Linked DNA regions of Canis lupus: region 1 is linked to region 2. Evidence: chromatin contacts called from public Hi-C data. All regions are on one chromosome and are shown on one strand. The core of a region is the stretch at or near the end of the contact, and the rest is flanking DNA. Distances in the headings are between cores, read along the strand shown.

Evidence for each region. A called contact is a pair of places that touch in the nucleus more often than the background predicts.
Region 1: a Hi-C map of blood shows a contact between it and region 2, with 4 times the contacts expected there. The contact joins two enhancer-like sites. A contact is called at or near these places in 3 of 9 Hi-C or Micro-C datasets (amygdala and blood).

The regions. Positions count from the first base shown.
Region 1 is chr18:1,926,835-1,933,017 of UU_Cfam_GSD_1.0, reverse strand. No RefSeq gene overlaps it. Among named protein-coding and RNA genes, the nearest start is that of FIGNL1, 30 kb to the left of the region's middle. Within about 2 kb of position 3,822, at least 3 of the 20 cell types and tissues checked have an H3K27ac peak or open chromatin away from gene starts, as enhancers often do. A contact at or near this core is called in blood, where this site is marked.
Region 2 is chr18:1,673,802-1,679,892 of UU_Cfam_GSD_1.0, reverse strand. All of the region lies in intron 9 of SPATA48 (spermatogenesis-associated protein 48), which reads right to left. Among named protein-coding and RNA genes, the nearest start is that of SPATA48, 48 kb to the right of the region's middle. Within about 2 kb of position 4,457, at least 2 of the 20 cell types and tissues checked have an H3K27ac peak or open chromatin away from gene starts, as enhancers often do. A contact at or near this core is called in blood, where this site is marked.

The DNA of each region.
Region 1 (6,183 bases), core at 2,573-5,072, 250 kb before region 2:
CACTGGCAGGCATGGCTTTATGTGTATTTCCTTGAAAACACTTGTTTCCATGTATTGACCTCTATTTTTATTGTTTTTTTTTTTTTTTTCCAGGTGGGAAGGTAATAATACCTGGAATATGTCGCTGGTAATCTATCTTGGCCATCAACGAACGTTTAGATACCTTAATTTTTCACCCTTTAACTGAAGTGGCACTGGATGATGTGTATCAGTTTAGCTGCTCTTCAGAAATACAAGAGGTTAGTCACAAGGGAAGTAAAGGCTTTCTACGGCCTAATGCCTGGCTTCATAGATGTGTGGTAGTGGAAAGTACTTGTGGAAGTTGGGTGAGGACGTTGGCACTCTCCACCGTGTGCCCACGGACCTCCCTGTCTGAAGGCTGAGGCTCACCCAATGCTAGGCCAATCTTGATAATTAGATGACAGGCTTTAAGCATCCAGGAGTGGGCAGCCCGGGTGGCTCAGTGGTTTAGCACCACCTTCGGCACAGGGCGTGACCCCAGGGTCCCGGGATCGAGTCCCACGTCAGGCTTCCTGCACGGAGCCTGCTTCTCCCTCTGCCTGTGTCTCTGCTTCTCTCTTTCTCTCTCTCTCTCTCTATCTCTGTGTGTGTCTGTCATGAATAAATAAATAAAATCTTAAAAAAAAATAAATATCCAGGAGTGTGTGAAACAGAACAGGGTGTTGAAAAATGGTTGGAAAAGAACCCATCCTCCCGAGTGTCTCCTAGGTGTCAGGCACCAGGCTTTTCCCACACTGTCTTCATGACAACCTTTTAAAGCAGGGACTATTCTCATCTTGGCCTCACAGATGAACACATTGAGGCCTGTAGACAGCAAATAACACACCTGAGCTCACCTAAGTCCAGAACAAGAGCCCAGCTGGGGCAGCCCCAGTGGTCACTCATTTACCCACACTGTACGGGGGCCCCTCTGGCTGCGGTCAGTGGACACTGGAGCAGCAACAGGCTGGAGCCGGGGTACCCGAGATCAGAGTGCACCACCCCCGAATATGCTACTCTGGTGTAAGGGTTATTTTGAGCCCGAGGCAACTGAGAAAAAGTCATTACTGGATGAGGTCTCTGCCTTCCTCCAGCCTCCTGGGAGCTGAGCATAGATTCTCCCTGTGGAAGGATCCTCCCACTGCCTGAGCAGTCCTCACCTGCCACCGGCTTCCTGCCATACTTTCGGTCTTACAGATCACTGCTCCTGCAAGTCCAGTCTCTTTCCTTTGTCTTTCAATTCTCTTTAAATTTATCTTTCTTTGTCTGAATAGCACAAAAGCCTCCAAGCCTAGGCATTCCTTTCTTTCTTCCATGCCATACAAGACTTTTAACACCAAATAAAATCATACATTGATTTTATTTTTCTCCTGTTGATCTATTGCCTCTTTTTTTAAAAATTTATTTATGATAGTCACAGAGAGAGAGAGAGAGAGAGAGAGGCAGAGACACAGGCAGAGGGAGAAGCAGGCTCCATGCACCGGGAGCCTGATGTGGGATTTGATCCCGGGTCTCCAGAATCGCGCCCTGGGCCAAAGGCAGGCGCCAAACCGCTGCACCACCCAGGGATCCCGATCTATTGCCTCTTTATTCCTCAGACCCAGCCCCTGAACCCAAGAGGTCAGAGGGAAATGTTTCCTCCCCTGCAAGGCGTCGGGGTTCTTGGTTCCAGGAACCGGGAAGCCAAGGGGGAAGGGCCAGCAGTAAGAAGAATCATCGTCTGAACCGTGTTCTTAATGCGGGTGGGCTCCTCGTGCTCCTCGCCCGGCTCAGGGCAAAGCTCCACGGAGGTCAAGGTGGCTCCCCAGGAGACCCAGATTAAGAGCATCCATCAACATCAGCGGGGCTCTGGGCCAGAGTGAGGGCGAGGGAGACCCCTACTCTTGGTGTTAACAGAGTTTATGTAAGGATTGATTTCAGGGGGCATCATGGCTGGATGGCAGATTTTAAAGGGTCATTTGATAATCAATCCATAACCAAACGGTACTGACATTTACCTGGTTGCAAGCCAGTTTCCACCCCTACCTGCCTGAGCAAGTGGGGTATGTTTTTACTGCCCCAGGGCTCCGCTTCTCCCTCCCACAGTCAGGAAGCTGGGCTGGGTGTGGAGGGGCTCCCTCCTGGCCCCCAGCAGGTGCAGCACCTCCTCCTGGAGGCTGGCTGGTTGTCAGCAGCACGGATTCCGTCCAAGGCCGTGTTTGCTCACCACTAGATGGAGAGCTTCTCCCACCTTTCCCCCGGGCTCCAGGAAGGCCCTGGAGGTGGCAGTCGCATCACTTCGAATGCTGACCCCACTGAAAGGAATTCCAACTCAGATGTTAGAAAATGCTCTGTGAGTTAATGTGCTAAAACCTCAGATTTGGGGTTTCTTCACTTCTGTCTTCTTTAATGTGCTGCACTTACTTTTAAAAAAAATGCTTCAGGGGCAGCCCGGGGGGCCCAGTGGTTTAGCACCGCCTGCAGCCCAGGGTGTGATCCTGGGGTCCCAGGATCGAGTCCCTCATCGGGCTCCCTGCATGGAGCCTGCTTCTCCCTCTGCCTGTGTCTCTGCCTCTCTCTGTGTGTCTCTCATGAATAAATAAATTTTTAAAAAATGCTTCATTAATTGAACTTTCAACATGCTCTGGCTCGTATTTATCACTAAGGAATTTTCAGCAGAACCTTCGGGGGTGCTTGTTTCTATGTAGGTTGGAAGTGGCTAAAGCCCTTCCAAGTGAGCTGTCCTTTCCCGGGCCAACCAGACATGATGAATGGTGGGGCCCGGGGAGGCGAGCCGCCAGCTTCTTTTCAGCAGCGTGCTTTCGGAATTTCTGTGACCTGTGAAATCCCTATTTTCACGTCCTCAGCACAGCGACGGGCACACTCAAATTGGCCGATTCCCTGTAAAACCCTGTGCGAGTACTTGGTTCACATACAGGATCTCACCGAACCCTTCCTCTTAGAGCGAGCGTTTTAAAACTCAGGTCTGAAGATGAGGTGGTCTGACAGTTCTTAGCCAGCAGGTCCCACTCCAGCCCTGTGCACGCAGAGGCTGGGATTCGGAACGGCCTTGACTTCCTTCTGTGGCCCTGACTGTGCGACTCTCTGCATACACGGCTCCGGGTTTTGCAGCCAGGGAGCAGAGAAGCCTGACGTCAGGTGGATGGAACCTTCCAGAGCTGCGCCCCAGCTGCGGGGTCTAGCGGAGACCAGCACACTCCGCCGAAGGAGGAAGGAGATGGCCTGAGCTGGCATTTGTCTTCAACCCCAGATGCAAGGAGCAAGGAGGATTAGAATATCAGAGACAGGGGGAACCTGGAGAGGGGAGGGCCCCGAAATGCAAATGCCTCCCAGAGCCTTGCTGTGTGAATGTGTGGAAACAGCCACTTTCACAAGGAACATTTCTCTAAGTGCAAAGGAAATTAGGCAAGCAGTTTATTTAGGAGAAGCAGAAGCAAGAGGAAAGTGATTTGCCTTCTTTTCCTCTTTTTCTCCTGGGAGGAGAGTGATCCTGCAAGAATGTACCAGCAGGGTCTAACGAGCCCTTCCCTATTTTGCTGGAAATCCCACCCTCCCGCCACTGCTCCTCAGTTTCTGTTTTGCAGCCCGCTGCTCCAGGGAGGGGACTGGAGGTCACCGAAGCAGCCAGCCAGGGCCCAGACGTAGCCCAGGGGACGGGGTGGAAGGCAGGCAGGTCCCCAGGTTCCAAGGCACTGGGGGCAAAAGCAGGCCCCACTTAGCCAACGCCAGTGAGCCTGCTTTTGACAAAGCACATGTCCTCAGGCAAATGTCACCTCCCCGCTGGCAGAGTGAAACCTGGTCTCCAAAGAGGAAGTGAGAGTTGCTGCATAATTTGAATATTGAAGGCAGCCTTCAGGATTGGTGCCCCAGGCAGGCTTCTGAGGAACAAGACGGGAGCTCGTGGTCTACTTGGGGAGGGCATCAGTGTTCCCCGGGCACCGCCTCTGCCGGCCGGGTGCTGGGACCCGGAGCCAGGCTGGCACGGGGGGCGCATCGGAGCTCCAGGAGCTGCTCTGTCCCGCACGGTGGCCGTGCCACGTGTAGCCTACTGAGCACCTGGAATGTGGCTGGTGCCTCTGAATTTGCTATTTCTTTACATTTCAATGACTTTACATTTCAGTAGCACGTGTGCCCTGTGGCTGGGGTACAGAGCAGCAATGCTCTGTGCAGAAGCCCCGTTTGGGGACTCGTACTGGGTGGGGGGCTGGGCTGTAGGCTCCGGGCACCCCCAGGCCACAGGTGGGGACAGGGAAGCTTTTCCTCCACGCAAATGGTTGAGAAATCAGATTTGCTCTTTGCTTCTGAGAGACATGACTTGTCCTCTACTCTGTGTCCCACTCTCGACGCTGCCTAAACGGGGGTGCGCGTGCACGCAGAGAACCTGCCAGTGATCAGGTCACCCTCACGGTGAGGAACGGCTCTCTTTTTTGGTTGCTTCTCCTGATTCTGTACGTGAGCCCCAGCCCCGGTCACCGTGGTGTGTTGACAGGTGGGGCTCCCAGCAGCTGGAGGCCCAGGCGGACGAGGTCCAGGACTCCCCTGCACGGGATCTCTAGGATATGACGTAATGGTATCTTTGCTCCAGCCTTGCTTGTCCCCATCACCCCCACCGTATTCCTTGCCCTATGGGTCTGACCCACCAAACTCTTCACTCAGTGCTGGGGTCTCTGGGCCTGCGGGGGGAGCCGTGTCCGGCCACCCAGTGGGATGGCTACTTTCATCCTTTGTGAGGAAGGCCTGGCATCAAGCCCCCGGGGGACGCGCTGGGGGCCGGTGGGCTCCGGCCTGGTGGTTTCCTCCCCATTGGATTGCAGCGCCAAATGGAAGGCTACACTTTTTTCTTTCTTTCTGTGCAGAGTTTTTTTTCCCCACTCAGCTTTCTACTACTTTTGATTCTTCATGAATCATTAGTCTTTCTCAACTCATGTCTTCATCCCATCATTCAAACTCAGGCACACCCCATGGATGTGAATTTTCAAGTTTCTTTATCGTGTTTTTTCCCCAAGACTGTTCTGTCTGCCTGCCCTCCACCCCAAACTCCAAACCTAAAGTGTTGTAAGCAAGATTTACATCACCCGAGTGAAACAATTTCGAGGGCTCTTCCTCATAATCGCTGGTTGCCAGAGGTGGGGGCGTGGCATGGGAAAAATGGGCGAAGGGGATCAAAAGATACAAACTTCCAGTTATAAAGTAAGTCAGTCACACGGGTGTTGGGTGTCGGGGTGTCAGTGTCGTGTGCGGCATGGAGACCATAGTTAACAACATTGTATCTCACAGCTGAGAGTTTGGAAGAGGGCAGATCTTAAAAGTTCTTGGGCAGCCCTGGTGGCTCAGCGGTTTAGCGCCGCCTTCCGCCCAGGGCGTGATCCTGGGAACCCAGGATCGGGTCCCACATCGGGCTCCCTGCATGGAGCCTGCTTCTCCCTCTGCCTGAGTCTCTGCCTCTCTCTCTGTGTGTGTCTCTCATGAATAAATAAATAAAATCTTAAAAAAAATTAAAGTTCTTGCCACAGAAGATAAATTGTACAGCGAGGGATACAAGATACGACTGAGTCTGAACTGAAAAGTCTGGGTACTGAAAAATGTGAAAAATGTGAATAATACCTAACAGCAACCAGTCGTGGGAAACTTCTTGGAAAATAAAAAATAATTTATTAGCGTAACTGGTATCTTTCCTCTTCCCTTAAGTGCCCCATAACGCAGTAGACAGATTATTAAGAAGTTGTATTACCTCCATGTCGGGGTATTGCTTTTGCTTTGTTATGATCAATTGTGTCATCCTGGGGATCCGGGGTCCGTGAATGCTGTGTGACTTGGGGGAAATGACCCCTCCTGTCTGGCCCTCCTGTCGGTAGGTGTGATGGGACCTTGCAAGGATCACAAGGGCACCATGTCTGGTGTCCAATACCAACTCAGCGCATTTCTTTCCTTCTCTAACTGCCTCTCCCCGCTGTGTTTTACGGCTGGTCTGATGGTGTTTTTCACCAAGGCCCAAAATAAAAAGGAAATATGGAAATGGTGCACCACTTCTTTCCAAATGTTGACACAGATGCGCAGGACCTCAATCTGTTCTGAACCATCCAGGCCCCACATCAGGTGCTATGTCTCCACATCCAGTGGAAGCATAGGCTGAGGAGGCGTGTCCTGCCTCTTTTTTCCCCTGCCATAAAGGGAATGAGACAC
Region 2 (6,091 bases), core at 3,208-5,707:
TTTGTCAACCTAGCATGACAAAATGGAAAATAAATGATTTTAGGCTACAAGGAATTTGGTGAGCCTCTTAGAGAAGGGAGCACAGAGGGTGTTTCCTTAAAAGCTGAATAGGAAATAAAGGAATAAACGTGTGGGGAGGGCTTGTGTGTGCAGGGCAGGGGGTGTACGCGAGGCCTGGGGCTCAGCCCGCAGAAGCTTCTCTGCTGTTCCGCAGCACCCCCCAAGCTCACTGAGTGAGTGCTGAGCCCCCGCAGTGTCTTAGACGCTGGCCTGGGGGGACCTAATCCTCAGAAGACCCGCTCGTGGGTCCTAGAGTCGCGCCTGCTGTGCAGACGCAGGAAGGGAGGTTTCAGAGGAGGTCCAGGGGCCGTGTGCAGGGCCGTGGGGGCGCCCTGAAGGTCTGGGCGCTGGGGGGCCTTGCCACCTGGAGGTCAGGTCGCCGCGCCGAGCTCTCGGGAAGGGCCAGCGGCTCCGCGTCAGGCATATGTCCCTGCAGGCGTCGGGCTCCCGACGGCTTAAGCAGCACGTTTCTAGACGCACGTGGAGAGGTCTGAAGACGGCAAGAGGGGCAGGCTGCTGGGGCCAAGCGGGCGGTGGGGGAGGCAGGGTGCGGGAGGCGCACAAGAGGAGCCGAGGTCTGGAGGCTGGTGCAGCCCTGGGGCTGTCCCTACTGGCCCCGGGACTTCAGACGGCGGAGCCCAAGCTCTCGGGGCCACACTGCAGGGTCCTGGAGGGGGCTGGGCGCGGCTGGTGGGTCAGGTGCGGGCTGCAGGGGGAAGGGGAGCGGAGGGAAGGGGGCTGCAGGGCCCTGGGGGCACAGGCGGAGGGGACAGGGAAGGCAGCCGTGAGCCGGGGTTCCCTCGGTTGGACTGTCGGGTGACAAATGTCGGTAGGACCACAGCATTTGGGTCACTGGGCCGGGCTTCTCAAGAGTGGAAGATGTGCGGGCCCCAAGGTCTGTTCAGGAGCTGCAGCTTTACTGTGGCCCCCGAGGGCCTGTACTTGCTTTCCCCCCTTCCTAGAAGAGGACACAGAATGAGGCAGAGGCTCCCAAGGGCGGCAGGGCTGGAGCCCAGGGGCCGAGGCGCGTCCTCCTGGGCAGGCCCGAGGGGCCTGGGCCCGGGGCATCCGGTGGCGGCACCCGGAGGGGGGGCCCTGCAGCCCTTCACCCTGGGCCTCGGCCTTGGCCGCCGCCTCCGTGAAGTGGGGACAGACCCTGATCCCGCACCTCTGGCCTCATCACACTGTTTTGAAAAACAAATGAAGGAGTAGATGTGAAAGTCCTGCGAAAAGGCAGAAGTGTGGCCGGGGTAAGGAACTACTATTCATAGCTCGCTCTTCAACCTGGGTTGTGGTAAGGCTGGTTGCTTGTTTTTTTTCTAAGGTGTACGTCCCAGGGTGACTGGCAGGAGGGCCCCGCTCCTCCCACCTCAGCCCTCAGCCGGCACCTGCCTGAGGATCCATGTGGGACACCCGCTGTTTGCAGACATGAAGGCCCGTAACTATGGAACCGTGCAGAGTCCTGAAAGGCAGGATGACAACCTCGTGGAAGACAGCCTGGTGGGGGCAGCGGGGAGCCTGGCCCGTTGGGAAAACAGGCCAGCGGTGTCTGGAAAGCACCAGGTGTGGGGGCGGGAGGCATGGGTTCATGGCCAGCTTCCACTTCCCGGGGCTATGGCCCCAGTGGGCTCCTCTCCTCCAGTGGGCTCCTCTCCTCCTCTGGGCCTGTTTCCCTGCTGGTGAAACGAGGGGGGCTGAGCCAGGTGAGAGGCACCCCTGACACCCCACGTGGGCAGCTCCAACAGCTCGTCCTCGGCAAAAGAAAACTCACTTCCAGCACGTCCTTAGGAAAGGGCAGGATGTCGTGCGTTTGGATCCTGACTTGGCACAGATCCGCTGTTCCCTATCATCCCCTCGGTTCCACGCTTGGCACCGAAGCCCCATGAGCACAAAGCATTTCGAAGCTACGTGGAATGAGAGATAGTTACCAAAAGAAGACAAACTCCTCTTCAATCTTGGTCTTCAAGCTCTTGCAAAGGATTAAAAAAAAACAGATTTGGAGGGAAAGGGGTTTCTTTACGTTAGTGTTTGCCTTACTTTTTTTTTTTTGCTTGATATAGATTCTAAGAGAGGAGTGACTTTGTACCTTCTTTTTTTTTTTTTTTTTTTTTTTTTTTAATTTCTGAACAGTACTCTGATCCAGTAAATAGTACCTGTTTGGAGAAGGGATGAAAAAGCCATTTTTCCTGAGCTTTAGGATTTCCTGTTGAACTCAATAGATGTTGTGGGTTCACTTAGTTCCTAAATTAGTCTCAAGTTAGAAGTGAAGGACTACAATGTAAACTGCATTAAGATTTTGAGTTCCTTAGCTGTGAATGTTTTGTGATAACTGGGCACTCCTACAAATTAGAAAATATTTCAATTTTAGTGGGAAAACTGTTTTTAGGGATTTCTACTACATCAATGCCTGCATAACTGTACAAATATGTATGTGGAGGTATTTATGGTTCCATTGCTTATAATAGGAAAGATACTAAGTCCTTGGCCTATGTAAACTGTCATATAGCCTTGTTTGAATATCATGCAGCCATTAACAAGATTTTAATAGTCCTGCGTATCGTCAGGGAGAACGTGCATTGTGTATTTCAACTTTGCACACATAGACGACAATACACATGCACCTGTGCATTCTAGTTACTCACATGTGTGTGGGGGAGAGTAAAAAATATACCGAGCTTTAGTATTGGAATTGAAAATGGAAGAGATATTTCACTTTCTGCACTTGAAAAATATTTGAATTATTTTTACAGTGAGAACATTTGGAAGGGAAAAAAGATGTCTGGTGAGCTTTAACGCCAGTACCAAAGGAGAAGACAAATGTTAAGGACAAGACTCGTTCTGATATAATATATATAAAATTCCCCCCAAAATGAGTTTGAAACTTGCTTAAGAATATTTGTATATTTTGCCTCCATAATTCACTTCAAGGAGTCTCCCTTTAGTAAATGATCCCAAATCACAAAAAAGAGTCACATTAAAAAGTGCTTGACGGCATTATTTATCATAACAAAAAAAAAGCAAACAATTTGCATATGTCACCTAGTCTAGTGAACTAGTTGGTGACAAACACATCTACACAAATAAAAATTATAACGAGTGCATAATAAATGTACTGGTGATGATGTTGTGATGTTAAAATGGTAAAAATTTTAAATGTCGTAGGATCCTAGCTAATAAATACACAAAAACAAGACTAAAAAGTGCATCTGACAGATGAGATTATGTCAAAATCTTGATAATGGTTATGTGTTTGTGCGAGAGTGTGCTTATCATTTTTATTGTGACCGATTTCACTGTACTTTTTCCCATAACATCAGATTCAGTTCTACAATTATTTTTTGAGCCCTTTTTTAAACAAATAGTACAATGACCTCACCAGCAATTTGAAAAACCCTGGCTGCGTCAGGTGACGTGGTAACCAGAGAACAGAACCTGACGTTAGTGAGGAAAAAGTGTGAAAGACATTCACTCTTTTGGGAGATTGGTGATCCCAAAGATGGAACCACCAGAACGTGGAGCCAGTGGCCTTGACGTCTGAAGCAGGAAATAGCTTGGCTTGCCCACCATGAGTAAGTCTCCTGAATTATGCGGAAAATTCTGAAGATAATATCATGAAGACATTTTTTTCTTTAGGAAAGTTTAAAATTGGGGCACCTGGGTGGCTCAGTTGCGTAAGCATCTGCCTTCAGCTCAGGTCATGGTCTCGGGGTCCTGGGATCGATCTCCGCATCGGGCTCCCTGTTCAGGGGAGTGTCTGCTTCTCCCTCTGCCCCTCCCCCCAGCTTGTGAGCTCTTGTTCTCCTTCTCTCAAATAAATAAAATCTTAAAAAAAAAAAAAAAGGAAAGAAAGTTTAAGATGAGGAAACAAGGGAAGAGTCACATTTGCTTTGGGAGAGGATGGCACCCTATATTCTGCACTTGGCACAAAGGTAGTAAATTCATGTGGCTCTGGGTTTGGGATTTTATGCAAATGGAATCAGAGCGTCATCTTTTAGTTCAGTGCGGTGCTGTAAAAACAACAAAATCTCGTGTTTAGAGATCTATGTGTATGTAGTGAAACTATGCAGCAGCGCAAGTGAAGCATAAGCCTGCAGCCTGGGAAGGGGACCCAGTTGATGAGCACAGGATGCACACACAAGCGGTTTAAAAGGTATTAGTAAAATATTATCTCTTTATCTAGGCAGGAAATCACATGCATTATGTGTTATCTTACTCCATATGTTACATTTGATGCTCCGTATTTTTGCCGATCTATTAATATTTCATGATAAAAGTGAAAAGCATTTCTTTGTGTTCAAAGGTTAAAATTACGTTTAAAACTGAAAGGTGACCGAAAGAAGAAACTTTGCGAGCTTGGTGGCCCTCTAGCGCTCAAATCGGACAAGTACAATTAATGCCTTTGAGTCTTTGCTGTGATCCACTCCTGCTCTCACTTCCTTTGACCAGAAGTCAACAGCAGGAGGAGTAGAAAGGCCTGGTCCCGGAGCTAGTCAGGAAAAACGGCGTGTTTGACATCCACTTCCTAAGATGCTGCTTCACTCTCTTGGAAGAACCACCCAAAAGAATATGTCTTGATCTTTGGCAAGAATGTTTCATAAAATCTTTCAAAATTTAAAGGAACATTTCAAAAGGAAAAGAGTACTAAATTTTATACGCATAGGATGTTTTAAAATTGATTTTATCCCCAGGTCCTTCTTTTAAGATCTTTAGAATTACTATGTTTAATAGCATTGATTTTCTTGGAAAATTTGAGGAAGAATCACACCAACGGATCCTTCCCTCAAGACTCAGCTCAGCTGTCCCACAGCCTTGGGGTCCCACGGGTGAACTGATCTCTCTGTGCACCTGAGCTTTGAAAACAGGAAGCTGACTTTTCCAGGGACTCATTGCATCCTGCTCTTTACCATAAATATTTGTGTACAGCGCTTATTCATCTTCAGATTCTTGAGCTACTCCAGGGCCAAGTCTCTGTCTTTTTTCTCTTTATGTTACCACAGTTCTTAACATAGTACCTGGAGCATTTTATAGGCTCTTTGGTCTTTTTCTTTGGGTGCATTATCTAGAGATTTAAGTGAGATGTGTTACATAACTGTATTTTAACACCAAAGTTAGTTTAGAAACGTATTTTATAGTTTGGCCAGGGAGTCAAGAGCATTACATAGACTAGATAACGGAAGGAAATGTAAGATTGCTGTAGGAGATGGCATTGCATCTGCCCTGCCACACAGCACGTCTGAAGGGCAGCTCGTGCGAAAGGCAGTTGGTTCGTCTTATGGGCACGACTGATGGGTTTTTTGTTTTGGTTTGTTTTTAAAAGGAATCAATTAGCATCGAAAATACTGTCATAAAAAACAAAGGAAAATGCTGTCATGATTCAGTTTGGTCTCGCGTGAAATGTGCAAGTTTGGGGATCCCTGGGTGGCACAGCAATTTGGCGCCTGCCTTTGGCCCAGGGCGCAATCCTGGAGACCCAGGATCGAATCCCACATCGGGCTCCTGGTGCATAGAGCCTGCTTCTCCCTCTGCCTGTGTCTCTGCCTCTCTCACTCTCTCTCTCTCTCTCTGTGACTATCATAAATAAATAAAAATTAAAAAAAAAGAAATGTGCAAGTTTGTCAGTCATCACAGAAACTGGTGGAATAATATCCATGACACTGAGCAACTCAGGGACATGATGAAAAGAGCACGGGATTTCAACCCCCAGCAGCATCTGGGGACTCCCGGGGGGCTAACGCCTGAGCTCTAGTGTTCCCATGGGTGAGAGCAAGTAGCTACACGTATTATACTGTATATACTTATAGAGCCCCACAAATCACATAGTAAATAAATTTTTGTATTTATATATGATATATTATGTGCAATATAGAATACCATATATCTTAGATATTATATATTTTATATATAGTATATCATATTATGAATTATAAGTTATATATTATAATTTTTATTGTTACACACTTTATCATCTATCTTACATGTTATGTGTTATATAAGTATATTGTATATAATAGCATATATTATATACATTGTT